6 separate regions of the Mus musculus genome follow, and all the other regions are linked to region 2. Evidence: chromatin contacts called from public Hi-C, HiCAR-type, HiChIP or PLAC-seq and Micro-C data. All regions are on one chromosome and are shown on one strand. The core of a region is the stretch at or near the end of the contact, and the rest is flanking DNA. Distances in the headings are between cores, read along the strand shown.

The links. Hi-C and Micro-C count contacts between places; a contact is called where the count stands out from the background. HiCAR-type assays count read pairs that join an accessible place to other places. HiChIP or PLAC-seq counts read pairs in DNA pulled down with a chosen protein or histone mark.
Region 1: a Micro-C map of muscle stem cells shows a contact between it and region 2, with 7 times the contacts expected there. The contact joins two enhancer-like sites. A contact is called at or near these places in 7 of 39 promoter capture datasets (cranial neural crest, frontonasal cranial neural crest, hippocampal neurons and 2 more), 18 of 484 Hi-C or Micro-C datasets (3T3-L1-derived adipocytes, the AML12 cell line, the MC3T3-E1 cell line and 11 more) and 5 of 115 datasets of contacts at active chromatin or transcription factors (embryonic fibroblasts, embryonic stem cells, epiblast stem cells and 2 more).
Region 3: a contact with region 2 is called in an H3K27ac HiChIP or PLAC-seq map of embryonic fibroblasts, with 17 times the contacts expected there. The contact joins two enhancer-like sites. A contact is called at or near these places in 1 of 15 datasets of contacts at CTCF or cohesin (the NIH/3T3 cell line), 6 of 484 Hi-C or Micro-C datasets (the G1E-ER4 cell line, bone marrow-derived macrophages, cerebral cortex and 1 more), 3 of 115 datasets of contacts at active chromatin or transcription factors (embryonic fibroblasts, embryonic stem cells and pancreatic cancer cells) and 1 of 9 other capture datasets (bone marrow-derived macrophages).
Region 4: a contact with region 2 is called in a HiCAR-type map of fibro-adipogenic progenitors, with 27 times the contacts expected there. The contact joins two enhancer-like sites. A contact is called at or near these places in 2 of 15 datasets of contacts at CTCF or cohesin (CD8 T cells and large pre-B cells), 1 of 484 Hi-C or Micro-C datasets (nephron progenitors) and 1 of 115 datasets of contacts at active chromatin or transcription factors (fibro-adipogenic progenitors).
Region 5: a contact with region 2 is called in a Hi-C map of uterus, with 2.4 times the contacts expected there. The contact joins two enhancer-like sites. A contact is called at or near these places in 3 of 484 Hi-C or Micro-C datasets (the 3T3-L1 cell line, bone marrow-derived macrophages and uterus), 1 of 115 datasets of contacts at active chromatin or transcription factors (the NIH/3T3 cell line) and 1 of 9 other capture datasets (embryonic stem cells).
Region 6: an H3K27ac HiChIP or PLAC-seq map of bone marrow-derived dendritic cells shows a contact between it and region 2, with 10 times the contacts expected there. The contact joins two enhancer-like sites. A contact is called at or near these places in 5 of 484 Hi-C or Micro-C datasets (the C2C12 cell line, bone marrow-derived dendritic cells, bone marrow-derived macrophages and 1 more), 4 of 115 datasets of contacts at active chromatin or transcription factors (CD8 T cells, bone marrow-derived dendritic cells, embryonic fibroblasts and 1 more) and 1 of 9 other capture datasets (bone marrow-derived macrophages).

What each region holds. Positions count from the first base shown.
Region 1 is chr13:5,843,573-5,847,388 of GRCm38.p6, reverse strand. No RefSeq gene overlaps it. Among named protein-coding and RNA genes, the nearest start is that of 1700016G22Rik, 13 kb to the left of the region's middle. Within about 2 kb of position 2,083, at least 292 of the 459 cell types and tissues checked have an H3K27ac peak or open chromatin away from gene starts, as enhancers often do. A contact at or near this core is called in 3T3-L1-derived adipocytes, bone marrow-derived macrophages, embryonic fibroblasts and 1 more, where this site is marked.
Region 2 is chr13:4,660,757-4,664,688 of GRCm38.p6, reverse strand. No RefSeq gene overlaps it. Among named protein-coding and RNA genes, the nearest start is that of Akr1e1, 54 kb to the right of the region's middle. Within about 2 kb of position 2,163, at least 112 of the 459 cell types and tissues checked have an H3K27ac peak or open chromatin away from gene starts, as enhancers often do. A contact at or near this core is called in 3T3-L1-derived adipocytes, the C2C12 cell line, the NIH/3T3 cell line and 8 more, where this site is marked.
Region 3 is chr13:5,884,610-5,888,783 of GRCm38.p6, reverse strand. No RefSeq gene overlaps it. Among named protein-coding and RNA genes, the nearest start is that of Klf6, 25 kb to the right of the region's middle. Within about 2 kb of position 1,778, at least 111 of the 459 cell types and tissues checked have an H3K27ac peak or open chromatin away from gene starts, as enhancers often do. A contact at or near this core is called in the NIH/3T3 cell line, bone marrow-derived macrophages, embryonic fibroblasts and 2 more, where this site is marked.
Region 4 is chr13:6,514,197-6,518,422 of GRCm38.p6, reverse strand. No RefSeq gene overlaps it. Among named protein-coding and RNA genes, the nearest start is that of Pitrm1, 32 kb to the left of the region's middle. Within about 2 kb of position 1,447, at least 18 of the 459 cell types and tissues checked have an H3K27ac peak or open chromatin away from gene starts, as enhancers often do. A contact at or near this core is called in fibro-adipogenic progenitors, where this site is marked.
Region 5 is chr13:6,057,094-6,061,102 of GRCm38.p6, reverse strand. No RefSeq gene overlaps it. Among named protein-coding and RNA genes, the nearest start is that of Gm46401, 140 kb to the right of the region's middle. Within about 2 kb of position 1,277, at least 100 of the 459 cell types and tissues checked have an H3K27ac peak or open chromatin away from gene starts, as enhancers often do. A contact at or near this core is called in the NIH/3T3 cell line and uterus, where this site is marked.
Region 6 is chr13:5,767,557-5,771,245 of GRCm38.p6, reverse strand. No RefSeq gene overlaps it. Among named protein-coding and RNA genes, the nearest start is that of Gm35413, 34 kb to the left of the region's middle. Within about 2 kb of position 1,390, at least 85 of the 459 cell types and tissues checked have an H3K27ac peak or open chromatin away from gene starts, as enhancers often do. A contact at or near this core is called in the C2C12 cell line, bone marrow-derived dendritic cells, bone marrow-derived macrophages and 1 more, where this site is marked.

The DNA of each region.
Region 1 (3,816 bases), core at 834-3,333, 1.2 Mb before region 2:
GACGCCTGAATCACTTCACTGATAATGAGACATTCTGTTTCAGAGTTTACTATTTAAAAATATAAAACTAACAATTACAGATGGAAACTATTCATCCTGAGATTTAAGGAGGGAAAAGACTTTTTTTTTTTTTTTTTTTTTGGTTAAAGTCTAGAGCTTTCTAAGCTCTGAGCAGACTGCCCTCCGGCTGATGCATTTACAAAGAGCAGAACAGGAGGCAGCCATGGGTGTCCTGAAGTCGAACTTGAGTCTGACCAACCTTGTCTGAGGAGCCTGTTTCTTCTGCATGTACACAGAGGCCAAAGTGGTCGTATGCTGTGGTTGTGTGTGGTTTCATGTTCTAACACAGCATCCAACAGTAACAGTCACCTTGCAAAAAATACGTGTATTGTATTGGGTGGAGATTTATCAGATCAAGAAAGCCAATGATTGGCAAAAGATGTCACACATTTAAGGTTAGAGACCAGAAACCCTTTCCATTTGAATCATCTGAGCTCTGGGGGGAGGGGAGGGGCACAACTTAGTTACTATTTGCTAACTATTGAATGCAAGATATAATTTTCTAATTAAGAATATTTCAGAGGTAAAAGTATTGTTCTAAAACTGTTATCTTAGTGACTATTATGATTATTATGAGTGTTCAGTGGGTAAAATAGTTCAGTTATTTATGTAAAAATTTATAATGTTTAATCTATGTTCAACTTTTTTGTCTGTTGGATTAATTGCTTTTGATTGCCAATTATCATACCTGCAAAGTTTTAATAGACAAAGGTAAACTTCAGATTATGCCAGGTCATAATGAAAAAAAATCAGAATTTTAGTAAAACTCTAGTATTTAGTAATGTGTTAAGAATTATATATAAGGTTATATTTATGTTTTTGTGTATATACACGTACATATGTAACAACAAAAACAAAATAAATGAGGTTATCAATTTGAGACTGAATGGGTTAGAAAAGAAGAGTTTGAGAGATGTAAAGGAAGGAGGGAAGTGATATATTTTAATTAAAATATTTTTTGAAAGTTTATCGAGGGTCTGGAGAGATGGCTCAGCAGTTAAGAGCATTGACCCTTCACATAGCAGCTCAGACCCATCTGTAACTCCAGTTCCAGGCTTCTGACACTCTCACACAGACATAATGCAGTCAAAAAAGCAATAAACATAAAATTATGTTCAAAATCAGTTTATCTAAACAGACCAGGCTCCGGCTAAGTATAGAAATGTTAGTATTTAGGGCTGAGAGGTTTTCTATCTGGACTCCAATACCCTAACCCATCCCCTTTAAAAATAGTAAACATATCTTCTATAGCTTATAGCAGTCATTTGATCCTAACATTTGTGAAAAACCTGTTTTGCAACATTTTAATAATGGCTTATCAAGAAATTCTTTCTTATTTGCTAGAATGCATAAATTAAAAACCTGAAAACAAGCATGGTTGCCTTGCGGTAGGTTTTTTTTTTTTTTTTCAAACGAGCCAACAAAACGGAATATAATATATGATCTTTTCTGGTCTAGCCCAGGCTGAGTCATTTCCTGTTTCAATAACAAGGATGTCATCAGCTAAACTCCAAGCAGCACAGTTTGTCACTGTGTGTGGCTTTATTTGTACATGTTGCTAGAAGGTTCTTAAGGAGCGTACACTCATTATTTTAATACCAGAAAAGAACCTTCCAGTGAGCACCTTTGGCTCTGGTTGGTGCTTCTGTATTATTTATGCTATAGCTAATCTGAGTGGGGAAATGAATGTATGCCCAGCTACATACAGTCACACTCGATGACACCGTAATTCTGTCTTGGGAATTCATAATTTACTCAGGTCACCAAGGTAGTTCACTCCAGTGTGGAATGTTTACCCAAATGTTGAGCTCTGGGCTCCAGTGCCAGCGGATATCAGAACTGAGAATGGTAAGGTCCGGATGTTGCCTGGATTTGCTGGTGTGACCCACACAGCAGCCACACTCCTCTCTGATTTCTTTGTCTAAAGGTTCTAAGATTCTTTTCCTAGAATCACAAGAGGGAGTTTGCACTGTTTACATGGTCAGCGCTCAGCGCACAGTGTTCTCTGAGTTGGTCCCGCTGAGACCCGTCGCCATGCCGATTGTAAATGACTCATCTGCATGAGTCAGCGTCTTCAAGGCGAGATGGCTATCTATTGCCTTTGTGCTACTATTTTTCCCAATTGGTGTTGTCCAGCAGCTGCAGATTCCAAACTATGTGCCTGTTTCTAGAATCCAGGAAACGTTGTTCATGGTTCAGGCAACATCCCCGCAAAGGGTAGGAGGCACAGGATTTAGATTTCTCATCAGACCCCTTTAATGTCTTTCTCAATTGACTTGAGTACGTTTCTCAGTATCAGGGGAAGCATTTCAGGAATTTTCTAGGTCTTACCTGTGAGAAGCCATTCTGATGACTCACAGGGATGGGACATTCCCCCTAGATTAAGGATTAAAGCAAAACAAAAAGAATCCTATTAGAAGAGGGGATTTCCTGGTGAAAAGAGAACCCTAAACCAAAAGACACCCACTTTTGTCTGAGCTTAAAAATCGTATTGCTTGTCACACAGAGCAGAAGGATCTTAAGGATCACACTTTCAAACCCTCATAGAGAATTATATTATGACTCAATTTCCCCTCCAGTGTATCTTAAAAATTCATCAGAGTCTAACGATACAGGCCTCTTTTGGTTGCAATAATTAACATCATATTGGCATTCAGTATGACTCTAAGTTCTGCATAAGTGTCTAAGGCGGTGATAGACAGGGTGGAATTGCTAAGTAAATGTTTACTGTAGGTTATAAAATATGAATAAAATGGGCATGGCTGTTTTCCTGTTACTTGCAGCCCCGGGGTTACTTTCTGGGTGAGCAACATGTGACCACCTCTGAATCAGTTACAACTGTAACTGTAAGCCTCATGGACTGAGATCCTGTGGATCTGACTCCTCCATGAGTTGCTAGGCTTCCGTTTCATAAACACCGTTGAAGAATTAGTTGCTATGTAACTTCCAACACCCTTGGATTAGTCCCACATTCTCCTAGGGGAGGGTGATGCTCATATTGGGGAAAAAAAACTCTTTCTAAAAAGGTGGCCCATCTTCTGTCCATGGCCACAGACACAGATTATTCCCAGTCTCAAAGCTACTATTTGGGGATAGAGAAATAGTTTGATTTCAGTCCATTTAAATGGTGTGGTCCCTCATCAGCAGACAGAAGCAGTCCCATGAAGAATGGAAGAAATGCTAAGACTACCATGGATTACTTCCATTTACCAAGAGTTTACAGGCAGAGCTTCAACCAGGCTACTCATTTCCTGCTTTGCCTCCAACAGAACCGGTTCAATCCTGTACTTATCTCCACTTCGTCCTAGCCCTTCAGGCTCCCTCCTTGGTGGTCAGGGTTTTGCATTCAGAGAATTGACCTTTACCATACATCAATTGTTAACTGATAAGGAATTCAAAAGACTTCTTAAATCCTTAGCTTTCAGAGCTGTGCTGAGACCACTTTCAGTCTTAAGTCTCTTTACCCACAATAACCTAAATTCCAGTCAATATGTCTCCCTGCCAGCCTGGACCACAGCAAAGAGCTAACATAGCCTCTCCCTTGCCTCTAACTTGCTGTGTCTTCTTTGACTTCCATTTGCTGGTCTTCACTTAGCACCAGTTAAACTCTGTCTCTCTGAACTACTTTGCTGTCATTCTGGACTCAATGGTCTCTTTCTCCTTTGCTAATGATTCTGCTATTGGCTTGAAAATGATTTGTGATCTACAGTTTTAGTGGTGTGTCTTCTGTGTAGATGGTCAAAAGTGAGAGTTTCT
Region 2 (3,932 bases), core at 914-3,413:
AGGGAGGGAGTAATACACCTCAGGCTTTACATTATTTTTAAGTTTATTTCAAAATTAGCAGATCATTATATATATATATATATACATATATATATATATATATATATATATATATATATATATATATATATAATAAAGGCAAAAATAAAACATATACTGTATTCTCCAAATAATTCCCTCTCATTTTTTATGAAAACTGTCAATTTCTTGATTATTTCAAAGGCCTTTAAACCATATGAAGTTCAGATAGTTACAAACGGCCACCACCAGTTACAAACGGTAATTCAGTTCTTTCTGCAAACCAGTATAAAATTCTTAACTGACCTGAAGGGTACCTTTTGACTAGGACACTATTTATTTTAATGGAGTGTTAAGAAAAATGCACAACAAAGAAGGTGCCATTTAGAAACTCCCAATAAATCAAAGCAGGGAATTATTTGTGTAATAATACATATAACTTTGATATTGTTTAATGTTATTATTTTTAAAATTATAATCCTAACTGCTGACTTAATAAACACATATTTCATAAATTGCCTCTTTACCAACAATATTTCTTTTCTTTCATTTTCCAAATAGTATAAACTAATAATAAATGATGCTAATGTTAGTTAACTAGTCCACAAAATTGAGTACTGTAATATTTTGTGTATTAGTTGAAATATAAATTAAAACTCATATATCAATAAAATGAAGTCATGTTTCAAATTTATGTATCAATCCATTTGAAAAATATGGACTATTGAGGATGCCATAGCATTAAAAAGTACTTGAGAATGCTAGATGTTTTAATATATAACTTTAAAATATGGAGCCTGGAATTTACTCTGAAGTCAGTCATGGATCCTGTATGAACTTCAAAATATTTATAGCTGTCTGAAGCTCAGGATAAGAGTGCAGAAGACCAATATAAGCACATTGGTTGTTTCCAAGCGGGATGTTATCCATTCTTAGGGACTCCTCCTACCTCTTTTTGTAGTGTTTGTTTTTCCAGACGTTTGTTTGTTTGTTCACTGGTTTGATTTCATTTTGGCTAGAATTATTTAACTGAAGAAATAAAATCTGGTCAGGAAAATGGGAGGAGGGGGGAGAACACGTAAAATACATTATTACATTTTTGAAGGTTCCCCTTCCTTATTGTTGAGAAATTAGACATGTCTATTTCCTGTTGGAGAACTTAAAATGTTTTCTCAAACATGAGTAAATCTGCCCAATAAAAACATTTTTACATTAACTCTGATATTTAGACACCCTTAAGCATTATTTTATGATTTCTTCCTGAAGGCATAAAACCTCTTTGCTAGGCTCTGGAATCAATAAACAACAAGTGTCAGGAAGACACACTCTTGACTCAAACCCAGCAATTTTGTTGTTGTCCTCTCCCTCTCCCTCTCCCCTCTCCCCTCTCCCCTCTTCTTCTCCCCTCTTCTTCTCCCGTCTTCTTCTCCCCTCTTCTTCTCCCCTCTTCTCCCCTCTTCTCCCCTCTTCTCCCCTCTTCTCCCCTCTTCTCCCCTCTTCTCCCCTCTTCCCTCTCCCTCTCCCTCTCCCTCTCCCTCTCCCTCTCCCTCTCGCTCGCTCGGCTGGGATTTTTTTTTTTTTTTGAGTTTCCCGTCGGTGAGTCATATTGTACTCTAACTTCCCCTTGGAACCATATGGGGCAATAATAAAGTGCTCCTCAGTACACAGCTATGCAGTGTTCCTTAACTGACTAAGGGGAACACTATGAACGCCTATCGTTGTCATAGATGGACATTCAGCCAAACAAAGCGACACGGGAATGGAAGCGAGTAGGAACAATGGATAATGGGCACTTTTACAGCTTTAGGATTTTTATGGGAAAAATAAAAAAAGCAAAACAAGTCCAACATGACCTTTGATAAAAGCACAGGAAAGCAATATCCTTAGTCACTTCTATTAAAAGACGCTTACAGGACTAGGACAAAGCCACAGATGTCAGTTGCCAAAACGTGGGGGTTTGGGGTTTGTTTTGTTTTTTGCTTGTTTGTTTGTTTGTTTTTATTAATTTAAGGAAATTGTCTTTAGGATTAAATCTTGCACAGTGTAGCACTACTTACTGTTAAAACAATTAGGAACCTTTATCAGAAAACACTAGGGCTATGAGCAGGCAGTCCCTGTCCCGGGAATTGTGAAAATAGCTAAGGATTTAGCGCCATCTGCAGGAATCAGGAAATAAAACCTTTTGACCATGAAGTTCTCATTACTCGTGTCCACTAAAGTAGATTGTTTTTGTAGTTTTCAGCTGAAACCCTCCTACTCCTATATCTAAGATTCATAGGACGTCAACAATAATGACTGACCCTCAGTCCTAAAAATATTTACAGGCAAACATCACTAAATAAACCTCTGTGTGTGTGTGTGTGTGTGTGTGTGTGTGTGTGTGAATATGTGTAAAACAAAAGTAGTTAAAAGGGGTCATGAATTTGAGAAGGAGGGGGATTGGCAGGTGTAAACAGAAGGAAGGTGGGGAAATTATATAATTATATTTAGTTGAATTTAATGTTTTAAAATACTTTTTCTTGCTTTTTGCAAATGATGCCTTTGTCCAGGAAAGTTCAAGAAAAAAGGTACAGAGGGTAAGATAGATTTGACTCTGACTCATCCATAACTAAGGTACTGTTTGAATTAATTTTATTCCTGAGTTGCATTAGTCAGAGTTATCGCTTTTATGAAGAAACATCATGACCAAAGCAGCGTGGGAAGAAAAGGGTTTATTCAGCGTAGTCTTCCATATCATCTGTTCACCAGCGAAGGAAGCCAGGACAGGAACTCAAACAGGGCAGGAACCAGAGGCAGAAGCTGATGCAGAGGCCTTGGAGGAGTGATGCTTACTGGCTTGCTTCACATGGCTTGCTCAGCCTGAGTTCTTATAGCATGCAGACCCATCAGACCCTGGGTTGGTTCATCTCATAATTGGCTGGGCCCTACCTCATTGATCACTAATTAAGATGCAATGTTCTACAGGCTTGCATCCAACCTGATCTTAAAGAGACAGTTTTTTAATACATGTTTCCTCTTCCCAGATGACTTAAGCTTGTGTCAAGTTAACATAAAACTAGCCAACACCTACTTTAAAAAAAAATCTTTCATGTAAGGGTGGGTTGTGTGCACATGGGTGTGTATTAGTATGCATTTGTACATAGAAACTAGAATATGCCAGGTGCTGTGGAGAATTGCAGGCTGGTCTCCAGTTGAGCTGAGGTCTGAACCCCATTGGTCATAATTCACCTACTTAACACAGTAGGCGTTCCCTCATGCTCCTGGAACTCTGGCCCCTGCCTAAGGTACCACTTTCCACAGCTCCCTGCAAGAGAAGCATGGTCAGTAGTCACGTAAGCAGCGGCCCAAGCTTCTGACCTTCAGGCTAAACTCCTCCCCAGTTACCTAGCAACAGTGAAGACCATAAAAAGGGCTGTTCAGCCCCCATCTCTTACTCTTACTCCTTTGTTCCTTTACCTCTCACTTCTCTCACCCTCTCTCTCCCTTCTCTTTGTCTTCTATCCCTTCTCCTTTCTCTTTGTCTTCTTCTCTCCTCCCTCCTCTCTCTTTCTCTCTCTTTCTGGATAGCCTCTCCCCCTCTCCCTTCTCACTTCCCTCCTGCCTTTCTATAATAAAGATCTTAAACCATAGAGAGTCTCTGCTCCATCTAGATCTGCTTTGCACCCTCTTGCCAGTGTTGGGAACTCCTTCCCTCATCCCTCTCTCCTACAACCCCGGGGCTTTCTTTAGCAAGGTAGCTCCTGGGTCCCCGTCGGTCAGGGGCTGCCCCTTTTCCACCTCCACCACCACCACCACCACCACCACCACCACCACCACCACCCAACTTCGTGGGTCAGGCATGTTCACCTGGGGCTGAGTGGAAAGCGCCAGGAGCTCTGCCTGCTTCTGCCTGCACAGGAACTCTGGCCAGATGT
Region 3 (4,174 bases), core at 529-3,028, 1.2 Mb before region 2:
CTCCCCACTTCCTCCCTTCATCCTTCCTTCCTCATTCCCTCTTCCTCCCTTCCTCCCTCCCTCCTTCCTTCTTTCCTTCTTCTTCAGTTTCTTCCTCTTTCCCTCCTTCCTTCTTCTTCCTTTCTTCTTTCCATCTCCCCCGCCCCTCTCTCCCTATTTCTTTTAGTTTCCTTTGCCTCCAGCGTTTCATCTGAACTGGAAACATCTGATGACTTTCCACTTCTCCTGAGCCTTTCTTGGTCAGTTCGTGGTTCAGCCACAGATCCATGTACAACTGAAATGACAACCTCTTGCATTTACTCCTTCCTCATTTGCTCTCAGACCTCTGGTTATGCGTGAGGGTGTGGGAGAGACTGCACACACCACTAACACAGCCCTCCCTCCTCCCTCCACAAGAGCTCCCTAACGAACTGAAGACCTCCATCAAGACATGGTTGCCCCCCAAATGCCCCTGATGGAAGACACTGGGGGGACCTTGATGGTCTTAGAGCAGCGGTTGGTCATCAGGGCTGTATACAAATGCCCAGAGGCTGGACTCAGCAATAAACTTGTTTCAGGAAATGAAAGACGGAACCCATGGTTTCAACCAAGTTAGGGCAGAACTGAAAGTCTGCAAATAAAACTTATAGATCCTTAATCACAGCTTTCGCTCCACTCAGGTGGTAGAAAAACAATGTCGTTCTCTAAGAGACTGTTTTTTTTTTTTTCTTCAAGACCTCTTGAATAAACACACCGTGTAAAAATATTTATCATGTCAATATGGTTTAATAAGCATTCATTATTTATTGGGCTTCTGAGTGCTTAGGCAATACTACAATTAACTTTGCAGATTTGATTGGTTTTGATTGGAGGTCATTGGAAGGCAAGCTTGTACTTGTCTTAGCAGAAACAGGCAGAGCAATAGGCTGGATTGAGGCCTGAGAATGTTTGAGCAAGTCCCAAACTCTCTGGGAAATAAAAACCGTAACAGCTCCATAGTTGAATTAAGTACGAGATAAAAATCACATTGGCAAGAGCAGCGAACACCAGGATCAAACCACCTCTCAAACAAATTATTCCAGGAATAAATTAATCTCCCTGATGCTCATCTGCAGAACCGATGTGAAAGAGTTGTCACTTCCATGCTTGTCACTCACGGGGCTCAAGATTCCAACACACTAAACAGACCCTGCAGCAGGAGGACAGTGAGCGACACTTTCTAGTAATGTTTCACTCTGTCTAGTTACTACCACCCAGAGCATTCTTTTTCCCTGAATAATTCTTTGATTTCCTCTAGAACAATTATATTCTGTAAACAATAAAGGAGAGAGAATTAATATTTGCTGAGTACATATATCATATAATCTCAATAATATTTTGGGGTGAAAGAATTTTTCTATTCTTATATATTTCATTAAGAATACAAATAGGCCAAGAGTGGCTGGTGACGTATCAATTAGAACACAGGTCTCCATCCCCAAATCACTTTGTCTATCCATTCTGCCTCCTACGAGATAAGACATTACCCAACAATATATATTTAGAAGGACACTCCTTGCATATCGATCATCCTTGTCAGCAGGGTTCTTCCTTTTTGAGGAAGAAAGGTGTGGTGTCTCGTACACATACCTCAGAACAGAAGCTCAAGCCCAGGGAATCCTGTCAGGCTGTCATTGCTGGAGCTTCACTGATTTTCCCAGAACAGAAATAATGAGCATTGGAAGTACTGAGGCTCAGTGGATGGCCACACCCAGGTACCCGTCTTCTGACTCATGGACCATTGTAGGGTGTGAGGTGAAGTGAATCACCACATTCTTTCTCAATCATCCTACACAGACTGGACTCCTTGGGTTGGGAAGTAGGTCTAAGAACAGCATCTACACTTAAGTAGACACATTTAAAGAACAAGTACGCTACAGTCCAGCAAGGTCCTGGGTATAGTAGATACGGAAATACCTGAACTATAGAATAATAGTCTTATGTAATTCAAGAGAATTGGGATATTTGAACATAAAGGACTTCAGTCTCAGGTGTGATCAATAACCCTTATACTCTCAGGTGATGTTAAAGAGTGATTTGTGATTGCACTTAATGGATAGAATATGAGGTCATTGTAATAAAATGGCCAAAAGCCATGAACTTCTCAGGGGTTTCTCACATAGGAATAGGAAAAATATTTTTCATCTTACAACTTTCAAACTTGGTTTCTTTTCTTTTGTTGTTGAAATGTGGGAAATGATTTATTATTGACAACTACACAAAATCTTGCTAGCATCTTCTCTACTGATCTTTAGTAATCTCTGCTAGGAAGTGGATGGCACGAGGTCAATAAGGTCAGTAGTCAGCCTTATAAAAACATTTGGAAATTGGTAATAATCCTTCACATTTCCTGACTGGAAACAGACAGGCGGGGTCTCCACTTGTGTTTTCCAAACTTAGCTACACATTAGTCCACTTTCTACCATCTATTTGTTTTCACAGTATCTGGTCCTAGTAACTATTGATCGTTATTGCTGCTGTTGTAGTTTTGAGGGAGGGTCGGATGTTGCCCATGCTGGCCCTGAATGATCCTGAATTTCTGATCTTCTCTCTACCTTACAGACATGCACCACTATACCCAGTTGTGCACAGTCCTGGTCATCCAAGTCAGGCTGCCATTCATGCTGGGTAAGCCCTCTGCCAAATTGAGCTACATTATTAAACTGGTTTGTTCAGTGTCTAAAATGAACTCACATGTCTAATCAATGTACGATGGTGGATCTCACCAGCAAGGTGGGTCAACTTGGACAGTACAAGTTCCGATAAGCAATCTTAGAAAAATAAGGCTGTTGTCCTACACAGAGGGAAGACTGTATGGTTACCTGTCATTTAAGTGTAAGGTACAAAGCAACATATAAAACACACGTTAGAGATAATCTCCCAGAAAAGTAGCTCTGATTATTCTTGGTGCTGTTACAAGAAGTCTGGACCTGGTCAGGCTCCTCACCAGGGTTTGTGGCAACCACCAATGGCATTGAAGTCAGTTTTGACAACAGAAAGATTTGTTCAGAACTGGTTCTGTAGTAGATTCCCAAATGCTGCGAAAGGCTAATGGTTGAGCACTTACTTAACACATGGGAAGCCTTGAATTCTGTTCTCAGTGTATATTTGTGTACATGTACATCCTAAAAGAAAAAAGAAAATACAACTTAAGAAGTAATAATATCTTCCTTTATTATTTTTATATATACTCCAGCAACTGACAATGCACAGCAAGCAACCGTATATGTTTTTTTTCCATTTTTTATTAGGTATTTAACTCATTTACATTTCCAATGCTATACCAAAAGTCCCCCATATCCACCCACCCCCACTCCCCTGCCCACCCACTCCCCCTTTTTGGCCCTGGTATTCCCCTGTACTGGGGCATATAAAGTTTGCAAGTCCAATGGGCCTCTCTTTCCAGTGATGGCCGACTAGGCCATCTTTTGATATATATGCAGCTAGAGTCAAGAGCTCCGGGGTACTGGTTACCTCATAATGTTGTTCCACCTATAGGGTTGCAGATCCCTTTAGCTCCTTGGCTACTTTCTCTAGCTCCTCCATTGGGAGCCCTATGATCCATCCATTAGCTGACTGTGAGCATCCACTTCTGTGTTTGCTGGGCCCCGGCATAGTCTCACAAGAGACAGCTACATCTGCGTCCTTTCAATAAAATCTTGCTAGTGTATGCAATGGTGTCAGCATTTGGATGCTGATTATGGGGTGGATCCCTGGCTATGGCAGTCTCTACATGGTCCATCCTTTCATCTCAGCTCCAAACTCCGTCTCTGTAACTCCTTCCATGGGTGTTTTGTTTCCAAATCTAAGGAGGGGCATAGTGTCCACACTTCAGTCTTCATTCTCCTTGAGTTTCATGTGTTTAGCAAATTATATCTTATATCTTGGGTATCCTAGGTTTGGGGCTAATATCCACTTATCAGTGAATACATATTGTGTGAGTTTCTTTGTGAATGTGTTACCTCACTCAGGATGATGCCCTCCAGGTCCATCCATTTGGCTAGGAATTTCATAAATTCATTCTTTTTAATAGCTGAGTAGTACTCCATTGTGTAGATGTACCACATTTTCTGTATCCATTCCTCTGTTGAGGGGCATCTAGGTTCTTTCCAGCTTCTGGCTATTATAAATAAGGCTGCTATGAACATAGTGGAGC
Region 4 (4,226 bases), core at 198-2,697, 1.9 Mb before region 2:
TTTGTACTTTTATGGTCTAGGAGATTGAACCAAGGACTCACACATGCTCAGCAAAGAGCTCTTCCAGAGATTTGCAAATGATACCCTGGCTTATTTTGAGATAGCTTTTTATTAAGTCACCCAGGCTGGCCTTGAATTTACTCGGTCTCAGGCAGACCTTTATCTTGCCACATCCTGCCTCTGTCTGCTGAATAATTAGGAAGTCTTCAATCTTAATTTAACTTTATTAGTATGCATGTGTTCTCTGTGCAATAAGTATATAGGGAATGTGTCTGACCTGCTGTCTTCTGAAGTAAGACTGTACTGAGCCCCTACAATTCAGATGCAAGTCACAGAAGTGGGAGATTGTGTGTCATCTTGCTGAAGTTATTTCCTTCAAGGATGCGGTTGGCTGCGTGGCAGTTATGAGCACAGAGGCGCAAGATCCAGAGGCTGTGCTCTGTTCCGTGATTCTCTATGTTTAAGGCATTTCCATCATCAGATAGAGGAGAATGATTTCTTCCCTAAAAGGAATTCTCATTGAGTATAAAAATAGTGTGTGAAGAAAGTGTCCAAGAAATGCAAGGTGAGGGGATGCCACCCATTTATCATAAGTCTGGGGAGACAGAAGAAGGCTAAAGAAGGAAGGTTTAGGATGTGGGAGGTACACCTCTTTGCTCCAGGTTTTGGGGTGAATTGTGGTTTTCAAAATTCACATATATTTCAAAGTTGCTTCACCAACTAAAGAGAAACCATCTAAAGTTTTCTTGTGCAAAGGAATATACAGCCATACCCCTCAAATATGCACTATGTTTGCATTTTATTACACCGTTCTTTGGGACATTGGCACCAAAGATATGAAAATCTAAAGTGACATTGGTACAGTACACATTCAAGGCTAGACTTCAGTTCACTCTGTAGCCCAGAGTGGCCTTGGACTTGGGGTTCTGTTTTGGCCTCTAATGTTTAGAGGATCACAGGCCTATGCCACAATGCTTAGCTGTCAACTGCTTTTTAATAATTGATACAATAATTTCTTTCCTTTCTTATTTTCTTTGTTATTTTAATTTAGATGCTTTAATTCTTGGAAAGGATTATAAAAAATCCTAGGGATCAAAAGATGGAGACCATCTTTACAGTATTAGAAGAGAGATAAAAGATAACTTCAGAGCCCTCATCAAAGACAGGAAATGAATAAGCTGATCTGAATGCCACCAGGGCTCAGAGCCGCTCCGTGGTGAACACTTAGTCTGCTGAGTGATAAGTGAGGGTGTGAGTGCTGGATCAGGCCCCTTTGATACCCTAGCCTAAGCCTCTATCTTCTTGTATGATGTGCAATGGGCCACTGGCCTAAGGTCTGGGTTCTGTGTTGGTTATTGTGTCATCATGACACAAACTAGAGTCACTCAGAAAAGAGGGAACTGCCTCCATGGGATCTGCCAATGGGAACAACAGACAGCAAATGGGAACGCTTTCAAAGACGTGGAAGCTACTGCACATGTTATGAGTCATGGTTGTCCTTCTTCTGGACTGTGTTGTACAGGCTGGTTTTGTGTCAACTTGAGACATAAAAGGAAAGAGCCTCATTTAAGAAAATGCCTCCATGAAATCCAGCCGTAAGGCATTTTCTCAATTAGCGATCAAAGAGGGAAGGTCCAGCACATTTTAGATGCTGTCATCTCTGGACTGATGGTCCTGGATTCTGTAAGAAAGAAGGCTGAGCAAGCCAGGGGAAGCAAGGCAGTAAGCAGCACTCCTCCATGGCCTCTGCATCAGCTCCTGGTTCCAGGCTCCTGCCATGTTTGAGTTGTATCCCTGACTTCATTTGGGGATGAACAGCATCATTAAAATGTAATCTGAATAAACCCTTTTCTCTCCAACTTGCTTTTTGGTCACAGTATGTTGTCACAGCAATGGAGTGGCTATAGGAGGCAGAGACCACCACTGTTCAGCCTTTGCCTAAGACCAAGTGCGTTAGCAAGGGCCATGCCATTTTGTAGGGCTCCTTCGTTTCTGATGAACCGTGACAATTAACGTTAGTACAGTGATTTGGTTCATATAGCTAAGGCAACTTCTTAGCAAGAGGTGATCAGGAAAGATGTTAATGATCACTAACATCCTTTAACTCAGCGCCCATTGGTTACTCCCAGCAACAGCTAACTGTGGTCAAAAATGAGGAAAGTTCCCAATACCATACCTTCCTCTAAAACCTTTAAGGAGGGATCCTCACGTTGCCACATGGACCAAAACTCTTCTCAGAGACACCACTGTGCTTATATCTATCTGCCTATTGATGGCACTGATAACTTTTTAAATAAATAAGTCTCTAAGCTAAAGAGACCACCCATCTCAGTGGATTGAACCCAAAACCCAACCATTCAATGTATAGAAGTTTGAAAGCAGGACCTTAAGTGAAGAAGGCAGGTGTGCCTCCTAGTCATTATAAAAGACCCAGATTGCTTCCAGCGGAGGGACTCCATTTCCATGTTGTACCAACCTGCAGCATCGCACAGTACTGGTCTCTGAACTGCAATACAAAATCTGAGAAATTGTCCCCAAGATACTGACACTCTGGCGACTGCTATTTCTGCAAGAAACTTCTCTGACTCAGGTGTTACGTCTTCTGATTGCGTTTGTGATACTGGCAGGTTCCCGAATTGGGTCATAGGAGAGTTAACATCTCAAGGGCTTTCAGGGATTTACAATGCCCTGAGCAACCGCCCCAGCCAGAGGGACTCTAGTGCCCTCTAGTGGCAGGTGTAGATTATTAATGGAAGGAAAAAACATGGTTTGGTGAAACTTTCTCAGAGGCTGCTTGCTCAGAACTTTCTAGGTCCCTGTGGTTTTCCCCGTATGAAGTGTATTATTCACAGTCCCAACCACTATGTTTCTTAAGGCTTTGGGTGAACTTTATGGTAGCCCTCATGAGGATGTAGCCTGTAGAGGCACTACCATCCCCTACCCCTGTCTGTAGCCTATGTATCCATACAGGTGCCAGGAAAAGGTCCCAGCTCTGGGATGTACCCATGACACACTGTAGCAAACCCAAGCCTCCATTTAGAAATACAACTTTGTTATCTTCTCTTTTTCATGGTTGACCGATCAGGAAGTTTCTGGGCATGTCAGCCTTGGGTGGCAGACCACACTTTTTCATCTGGTATCAGAGAACAGAGTGACTTTGAAAACTGTCCAGAGTTAGTTCAGAGGGGTTCAGATGACAGGAAGTGCTGCCCCAGAATGGTTTTGTTTATTCACACTCCTGTCTTCAGATAAAGCTGGTCTCTGATGGGTGGAAGCTGGTCACGCTCTTCTCAGGGACAACTGCATGCTGTCCTGTCTATTGCCATGGATTATCTTACTTTATAGTGTTGTAGAGAACACCTTTCCATCACTGCGACAAAGCACCTGAAGAAAATAAGCTGAGAAGGTAAAGGGCCTCATAGGACATTTCATCCTATGGTCTCTTGGTCCCACTGCTTTGAGGGGCTGAGGCAGAAGATCATGGAAGGAACACGAGGAAGAGGAAGCTGTTCACTTCACGATGGCCAGGAAGTATAGAGACAGATAGGAAGAATGAGGCCTCAATACCCCCTTTAAGGACACCCCCAGTGATCTAACTTCCTGCCAAAGGCCCTATTTCCTAATGGTCCCACCATTCTAAAAGCACCAATTGCTGGGAACTAAGTGTTAACACATGAGTCTTGGAGTCTCTCTCTCTCTCTCTCTCTCTCTCTCTCTCTCTCTCTCTCTCTCTCTCTCTCCCCCTCCTTTCCTTATCCCTCCCCTCCCTCTTTATCCATTTATTCTCGGTGTTTGTGTTCAGTATGCCATCTTTGGGCATACTTCCCTTTCTTTTTTTCTTTTCTTTTTTTTTTAAATATTTTTATTACATATTTTCCTCAATTACATTTCCAATGCTATCCCAAAAGTCCCCCATACCCTCCCCCCCCACTTCCCTACCCACCCATTCCCATTTTTTGGCCCTGGTGTTCCCCTGTACTGGGGCATATACAGTTTGCATGTCCAATGGGCCTCTCTTTCCAGTGATGGCCGAGTAGGCCATCTTTTGATACATATGCAGCTAGAGTCAAGAGCTCCAGGGTACTGGTTAGTTCATAATGTTGTTCCACCTATAGGATTGCAGATCCCTTTAGCTCCTTGGGTACTTTCTCTAGCTCCTCCATTGGGAGCCCTGTGATCCATCCAATATCTGACTGTGAGTATCCACTTCTGTGTTTGCTAGGCCC
Region 5 (4,009 bases), core at 28-2,527, 1.4 Mb before region 2:
TGAGGTTCCTTCCTCTCAAATGACCCTAGCTTGTGTCAATTGACATAAAACTAGTGAGCACAATGTCAGATAATTACCTGGACACAAGGCCAGGCATCACTATACTATTGTAGGAGAACAGAAGACCATAGAGCTTACCCAGCTCCTGCTTGACCATGTCTTGACGGTATAAATAACATTTATTTAGTTACATTTCTCTTTCTTTTTTGTCCTTCTCGGAATCACAAAATTGACTTTTGGAGCCCTGTGAATAGGGAAGTTTCTAGAAGGGCAGATCAGCAAAATGTGAGCAGAGGTACACACACATGCTGCTTGTTGATTGCTGACATAAAAAGGCCATATCCTCTTCCTTCAACCCTACTTTCCCTTCAGGAACGACCATGGAGTCTGGTATTGAGATCAGAGACCACAAGAAGCTTCCAGGGTAGTGATTCACATCTTAGAGAATCCAGTCTTAGCCAGCAACCCATACGGACAACAGATATTCTCTGAGCAAGAAATAAATGTCAGCTGTAAGGTCTTGAGATGAACTTCATACAGAAACATAACCTGACTTAACTTGAAAAGCCCTCACTCTAAAAAGCATTTTTCTGTCTGAAAAGCCCGTTATTAGATATGTAAAACGCAACCAATGCTCACAGCCTTTTCTAAAATGTACATTGCACAGTTCTCAGAGAGATAAAAGGAAGTGCTAGTGGAGGTGGGGAGGGGGGTGGGGTGCGAGGCTGGGCGTGGGGCAAGGATGCCAGTTCCCCGAAGGGAAGCAGCCAATTCCTCCTCACCCCTTGCCTTCTGTTAGCTCCACCTTGCTTGTACCCATTGTGAAAATCAGGCTTCTAAAGAAGATCTTACCTTAACGAAGTGCCCCTCCCCCCAGCTTAGAGGCAAAAGCTTAGAACAATTGGATTAAATGATTCCAGCTGTGGAACTCTAGCCTATGTGCAGTCTCACGTGTGCCTGCTGAGTAATTTGCTGACTGCAAATTCCTGTAAATCATGTAAGCTTCTGCCAAAAGGCCCAGATACACTGGGACATCCCCTGTCTGGCATTGCATCAGATGACCTTTGGCATCTGAAACACTTTTGTTTACAAACTGTGATCCTTTAAAATGTATTGAGTGATTAAAACCTGACCGAATTGGGGAAAGATGAGCTGAGAATTAACTTAGGGCTGGAGATCAGTTTGTTTGTTTAGTTCCTTGCATGATCTTGGCCAGGAGGATTCTGACATTACTTGGACTCCTGCAGCAAAGAGCGGGCTATCTGCCAGTCTTAGGAGTGAGTTGGAAAGCAGAATTGGTGTGTGCAATGTGGTCCTCTTACAACATTGCTGTCGACTTGGTATTCTTCTGTGAAATCCATCTGGAATGTTTGCAAAAGAAATGTGCTCTTTGCTGGGTTATTAATGAGAGGGCAGATTGACACCATTATTGTGATGGGCTTTATTAGCCAGCGTGGTGGTGTTTTCCTTGCAGAGTCTCAGCTATCTGAAGGTTAACTATGCAAGTGCATGTTGGCTGACTGGCGATAGCCTGTAATTCTTTCCTATTAGGCAATTTAAGCATTCTGCTCCCACTCCAGCCAATGCTTAAGAAAGCCCTAAAGGATGCCAGCTATCGACTTTAATCAGACATCAGAGCTTAACCTAATAAAAAATTGCTTTTGGGCCATGCATAATTAAATGAGCATATTTAGAAGTCAAAACACTGTATTTTCCATGGGAAATAATATTATTATAGTGATAGAAATATAAAATTATGAATTCCACAGCTGCACTAACATGCATGTCCTAGACGTAAACAAATAGAGAGAGAATTAATTTTAAATTTCCTTAAAATTTCCGGTGCCTGGTGAATTCTAAATAAATCCAAACCATCCCATATTAGAAAGGAAGTTTTTTGTGTTATTTTTTGTTGGTATGAGTTACATTGTTTTCTTTGTTATAATTCACTCAAAATGTGATTAAAAAATGAGTAGGCGGTAGCTATTACAACTAACAATATAACCTGGCATCGGATTTGATAAGAGAGAGAAAGAGAGATGGGACCTACTATGTAATTTCATTTACAGTAAGTGGTCCAAAACATCCTCACTCACAAAAACACATAGAGCATAAAATGGTTAAGTACCAGAAACCCAGGAGGCTACAGCCCCCTCCCCACAGGGGACACATAATAATGTAACATACAAATAACTCTTGTCCAGCAGGGAAACATTTCCCAGCAACACTCCACCTGGAAAGATGTCCTCTTCCCTCCCAAAGGCTACATTAAAAATCCTTTCCTTGAAATTCTCAACTAACTACAGTGAGAATAGAAGGCATTTTGAGGCTCACATACCTTTTCTACACTCAAACATTTTATTGGATAATTGGGGGAAGAAGTTTAACATACTGGAAGAACACTCATGTATTTATTTGTAGGTTAATTGTCCACAAGATCCTAGGCAGAAAGATGGGTCAATAGAGCCTACAAGGCCAGGAAATAAAAGAACAGTATGATGGCAAAGTCTCAGTAAAACTTTCAACATGGTCATGACTCCATACTTCTATGACAACTGGAGCTTTGAGGATTGCCTGGTCAATCTTTATAAAAACTAGCTACACACTATGGAGGAAAAGGTGTTTTCAACTCTACCTAGCCGGAGACATTGCCAACCCCCACTTATCACCTATGATTTAATCAAAACTACCCAATCAGACAACAAGAATCCCTTAGGATCCTTTTGTGGTGCTCTAATAGAAGAGCTGAGTGTGAATAACATATATAGAATGTAGATGTATCTCTTATGGTTTTAGAGCTTGGAGATTTGAGATCATGCAATGGTATTTCATTCTGTTGGTGGCGGGAAGACTTTCTTCTCTGGTGAAGGGGTTGTTGTGACTTCAGAGGGAGGGAGGTAGATGAGAAGAAAGAGAAAATGCTCTCAGTCAAGTACTTTTACAAGTTTGCCAATCACATAGGTTAAGGTGGAGCCCTGTGATGAAGTTACCTCTCGAAGGATGCCATACCAATACCACTGAATGGGAAGACATGTCAGTGTGATGTTCTGTGCAGATAAAAATATGCAAACCATTGCAGAGAAATCCATAACAGCCATAATGCTATAGGATAGTCCTGTGAAAATGGCAGAGGAAAACCAGAAGAGAGAACAAAAATAGATCAATAGAAGAAGAGGAGCCAATATGAACATGCCCCATGGCCACATTTGAACACGATTCCCACTTTTACTCTAGTGAGAAAAAGACACAGCTATCATGTTTGTACATTAGAATTTGCATCTGTAAAATGTTTTCAAGTATGGGATAATATTAAAGTTAAAGATTTATAATCACACCAATAATACTTTTCAAGAATGAATGTTATCTATGAGTTAATATTGAAAAAATCAAATATTATTCTCTCAACAAGGGAAAAAACAAAAGAATAAAACTATTCTAATACAACATGTGTCATGATCAAATGTAATTGATTTTAATTTTTTACTTTGCCTTATTTTAATATATAAAGATTATATATATAAATGTATTATTGCTTCTTATCATAATGCTTACCAATATTTTACATTCAACAGTGTTGTATTTGAATAGGAATATTTGAAGACCCTGCCTGACTCCAAGACCTGAGAAGTTCTGTAATTGACACAAAGGTATTAAGAACATAATAACAAAAATAGACTACTGCAACACAGTACAAATTCCAGGACAGAATCCCCCAACAGTTGCATGGTACTTCAGAGTGGAAGGTAAACATCTTCAAGAGGGCACAATGAAGAAGGAATGGATACAATTATACAGAAAAATAATTCTCAGCTACTCCCTCACACTCTAGAGAAAAACATGAGCAACTTCAGTGTGAAACTACAGCACAGTCTTGACCATCCTAAGAAAGCTAAGAATGACAACTAACACCAGTGCAAAGAGAAACCAGAACAGAAACACAAGAAATCTGTTCACTGTGGTTAGTCATGAGGGACATACAAAACACAGGTACCATGAGATACAACCCTGA
Region 6 (3,689 bases), core at 141-2,640, 1.1 Mb before region 2:
CATCCTTACGTGTCTGGGATCTACTCAGAAGAGAAACATGACAAGGTGTTTGAAACAGTCTAGACTCTAGTCATCCTGCTCTCTTCTTTTGTTTGATGCTACCCAGCAATACAGTTTCCCTTGGAGGGACAGGAGAAGCTGAAGCAGGCCACCTTTTCTATATAAGGACATTCAGACAGCTGGTGTCCAGGCGCCTTGAGGTAAGCATGCATTCAACAGCTGGATTCCTCTTCCTCTTTTTCTCTTTGTTGTTTTCATCCCAATGACATCAGCTCCTGATTTTATGATCTCCATGTTGGACAGGGCATCCTTATCTGTCATTATTATCTGGGCGAGGCTTTAGTTATGAAGAGAAGGAAAAGATGATACCCAAACTAAATGGTAGTGACATTTGTCTCTTTGCCTCTAAACTGACTGGAGTCATGCTGAATCCATCCAACAATTCCCAATGCTCCAAACTGTCTTATTTCCATGCTTCCATTTTCTCTTAACTGCTAGGATTTTTCTCCCCACCTTACCCCACATCCCAGCACACTTGCTGAGTGCTTTCTCTTCATATTTATCTCCATGTAAGACAGAACTGGTGTTTTTCTAAAATTACATGGTACCTCTTTTGTGCACACATTCTAAAGAAGTCCTGAGATTCTCTCCCTGTATTGATTTGGATGGAGTTGCCTCGAGCTGTCTGCTCTTAGGGAGACAGAAAGGTCACGTTTGTAATTGCTTTGAAAGTAGAGAAACTTCCAGAAACTTAGAAAAAGGGTTTTTGACCTTAGGGTCTGAACAGTTAATGGAGTTGTTTGTGGATGAGGTAATGTTTTGTTAACTCAGAGTCTGGACCTGTTATCCTGTAGTAACTCACTGAAGAAGTCTTTAACTGAAGGTGTGTGGGAGCACGGAGAACATTTCTGATTATAGAAACATTGATCTGATGTTCAGGGAGGCAGTTTTAACTTTCCCAGTGAGTTAGTTACAGCAACCCAGGCATCTCAGAGGATGCTTCCGTCTAGCTTTCCATCTTGTTCTGTTTTTGTTCCCTCCATATTACTAATTATGAATACAAGAAAGGAATGACTTTTCTGATGCTCTATGTCTTAAAATCTCTATTTTCAGATTAGCAACCTCAGGGGTAGTGATAAATAGGTCACTTATTACTGACGTCACAGGGAACTCCATGCGTGCCTCAGATGAACCAGGACAGATTTGAACAGTAAGGTATGGAGTTCTGTGATTAAGACTGTAAAAGACCTCAGCTCACTTTGAATGACAGATGCTAGCAATAGGTTAAAAATCAGAGTAAATGCTGAGAGTTTCTCTTTTTGAGACACATCATTTGGGTGGAAAATGACTCATGCATACTGGCTGACACAATGACCCTCCTGGGTGTGGAGGGCACTTCCCCACTATGCTTATCATAAACCCCAGCCCTCATTCCAAAGGGCCTCATTTACTGAGGGGGTGTTTTCTTCCTCACAACTAACTGGCTGAACCAGAAAAACTGTGAAATACTTTGGATTACTCAGTGAGAGGCCATTATTACCTGATCCTTATCACACCTCCAAAGGCCTTTGCTGTATAGTACATGCTGCCTGCCTCTCATTTCTGTCTTTTGTTTTCCACTTTTCAAGTTACTCTGAAGCTGGAGGGGGAGTTACAAGGAAGCCCCAGATATTCTTCTCTCTCGGCAGAATTTCCTGGTAAAGTTGAGTCCCAGATCCCAGTGTCCGGTTAGGGCTGATGACCCGTCCAAGATTAAGGCTTCCCAGGCAGGAACTAACCTCCCACATCCTCCAAAGCGCCTGCATAATACTTCCATTCTGACTTTGGGTGGCACAATTCCTATATCCATCAACTATGCAATCTGCACATGGTACTCTGCAAATGGCTGTGGACTCAGGCAGTAAAGGTCTTGTTCTTCAAACCAAAGTTGAATATCAAGGAATTAGGGAAGAAGGCTTGTAATGCAGGCAGAGGGGAAAGCTTCCTGTGGGCAAGGTTGTGACTGACCCTGGGTGGGCAGGAAGACCCTGTGTTTATCATTGTGCCTCGTGTATATAGTGGCCTCTGAGATGACAGTTAGTTGGTTCATTTTCACAATAAGGCAAAGATCCAGATATCCTGGGGATATAACGTGCCGCATAGTCAGCCTGACTTAAGTCCAATAGCACGAAGATATTATTTGGGGCGGCCTATCATATCCATAAGCTCAGTAAAACAGTAGTTGGAGAATTTCTGGAGGGTGTGTAGGAAAGTGTGGTGAAGACATCATCTCTGCACTCATGCTTGTGTCTTTGCATTGTGCTTATAGTTATAAATATCTATTTGCCAGCTCAGATACTGTTTTGCTGTCTGCTGCAAGCCTCTACATTTTCTTCTCACTTCTGTAGCCATAGCCCATATGGCTGAAAGATGTGTAAAGAAAGAAAATCATTGTATTTTCAGTGGTTCAGACTGAGTCTGTTTGAATGGTTTCAAACCTGCATGAATATAATTACAATAGAAGGAAAATTCTCCCCCCAAAATCTATATCATATTAATGCTGATAACATTGCTCTTTTTTGTCCTCTACATAAGCCAGCCCCATGTACAAGTACTACACAGACTGACAAGCTCAGCTTTCATCATTTTATTGGGTGTTATTTCTAAGATCTCAGTATAAACAGGGTGCTCCCTTGGGATGTATTTCAGCATCAGAGTGTTTGCCTCTTGTGTGAAAGATTCTCGAATTGGGCTTTGGTCCCTAGCATCACCTCTAAAAAATAATAATAAATCAATAAAAGATTTAAAAAAAAGGAAGGAAAAATTAAAATTGTCAGCCTGTGAGTAAACTAGTATTGTCTTTTCATAATCAAACATAACCTTTTTGTCAGTGGAATTTTATTTCATTTTATAGTGTTATTTGGGTCCCTTTTGTTATCAGAAGCATCATTAATACATTTCTGTAAGAATAGCGGAACTCAGCTGCACATTAATGTTTTGGGTAGAGTCTGGAGTCAGAGTGGCTCAGCCGATCTTAGATGCCATGACTGTCAGCATATGTATCTTTATACCAACCTTTTGTCCAAATACTCTTTGTTATGGTGGATTCTGGGCACAGTGACAGGTATTAGTTTCAGTTTGATGCATTGATGACTTGAGAAGTGTTTTTAGCAAGTTGTTGGGGGTGGGGGAAGAAAATGTCATTTTCATAGAAGGAAAGATGGTATCAGAGGTCATTTCCCATCATAGTCATGCCTCAGCTTGGACTTTCTGTTTTCTTATGACTTCTGTCTCTGATAACATCAGAACACCCACATTCCACATAGACAACTTTATTTTAGTGAATATGGCAGCAATTCAGATCCAACCTTTGCATATTCAGCTCATGTCTTCTCTCTCACTTTAGGAGGCTTCAGACCATGAGCAGACTTGAGTCTACACTTGAAAAACAGGCTTCAATATTAGACCAGGAATTATTTCACCATAAATATGAGTTCATGTTTAAAACCGATCTTAGTTTTGCTGTCATTAGTAGTCCACCTATCCTATTTTCTTCCCCCTTCCCTACATCTTTTCCTTCTCCCCTCTTTTCTTTCTCTTTGTCTCTGTCTTTCGCTGTTACTCTGTCTCTGTGTCTCTCTGTTTCTTTCTCTCTCTGCCTCTGTATCTCTGTTTCTCTCTGTGTGTGTCTGCCTCTTGTCTCTCTATCT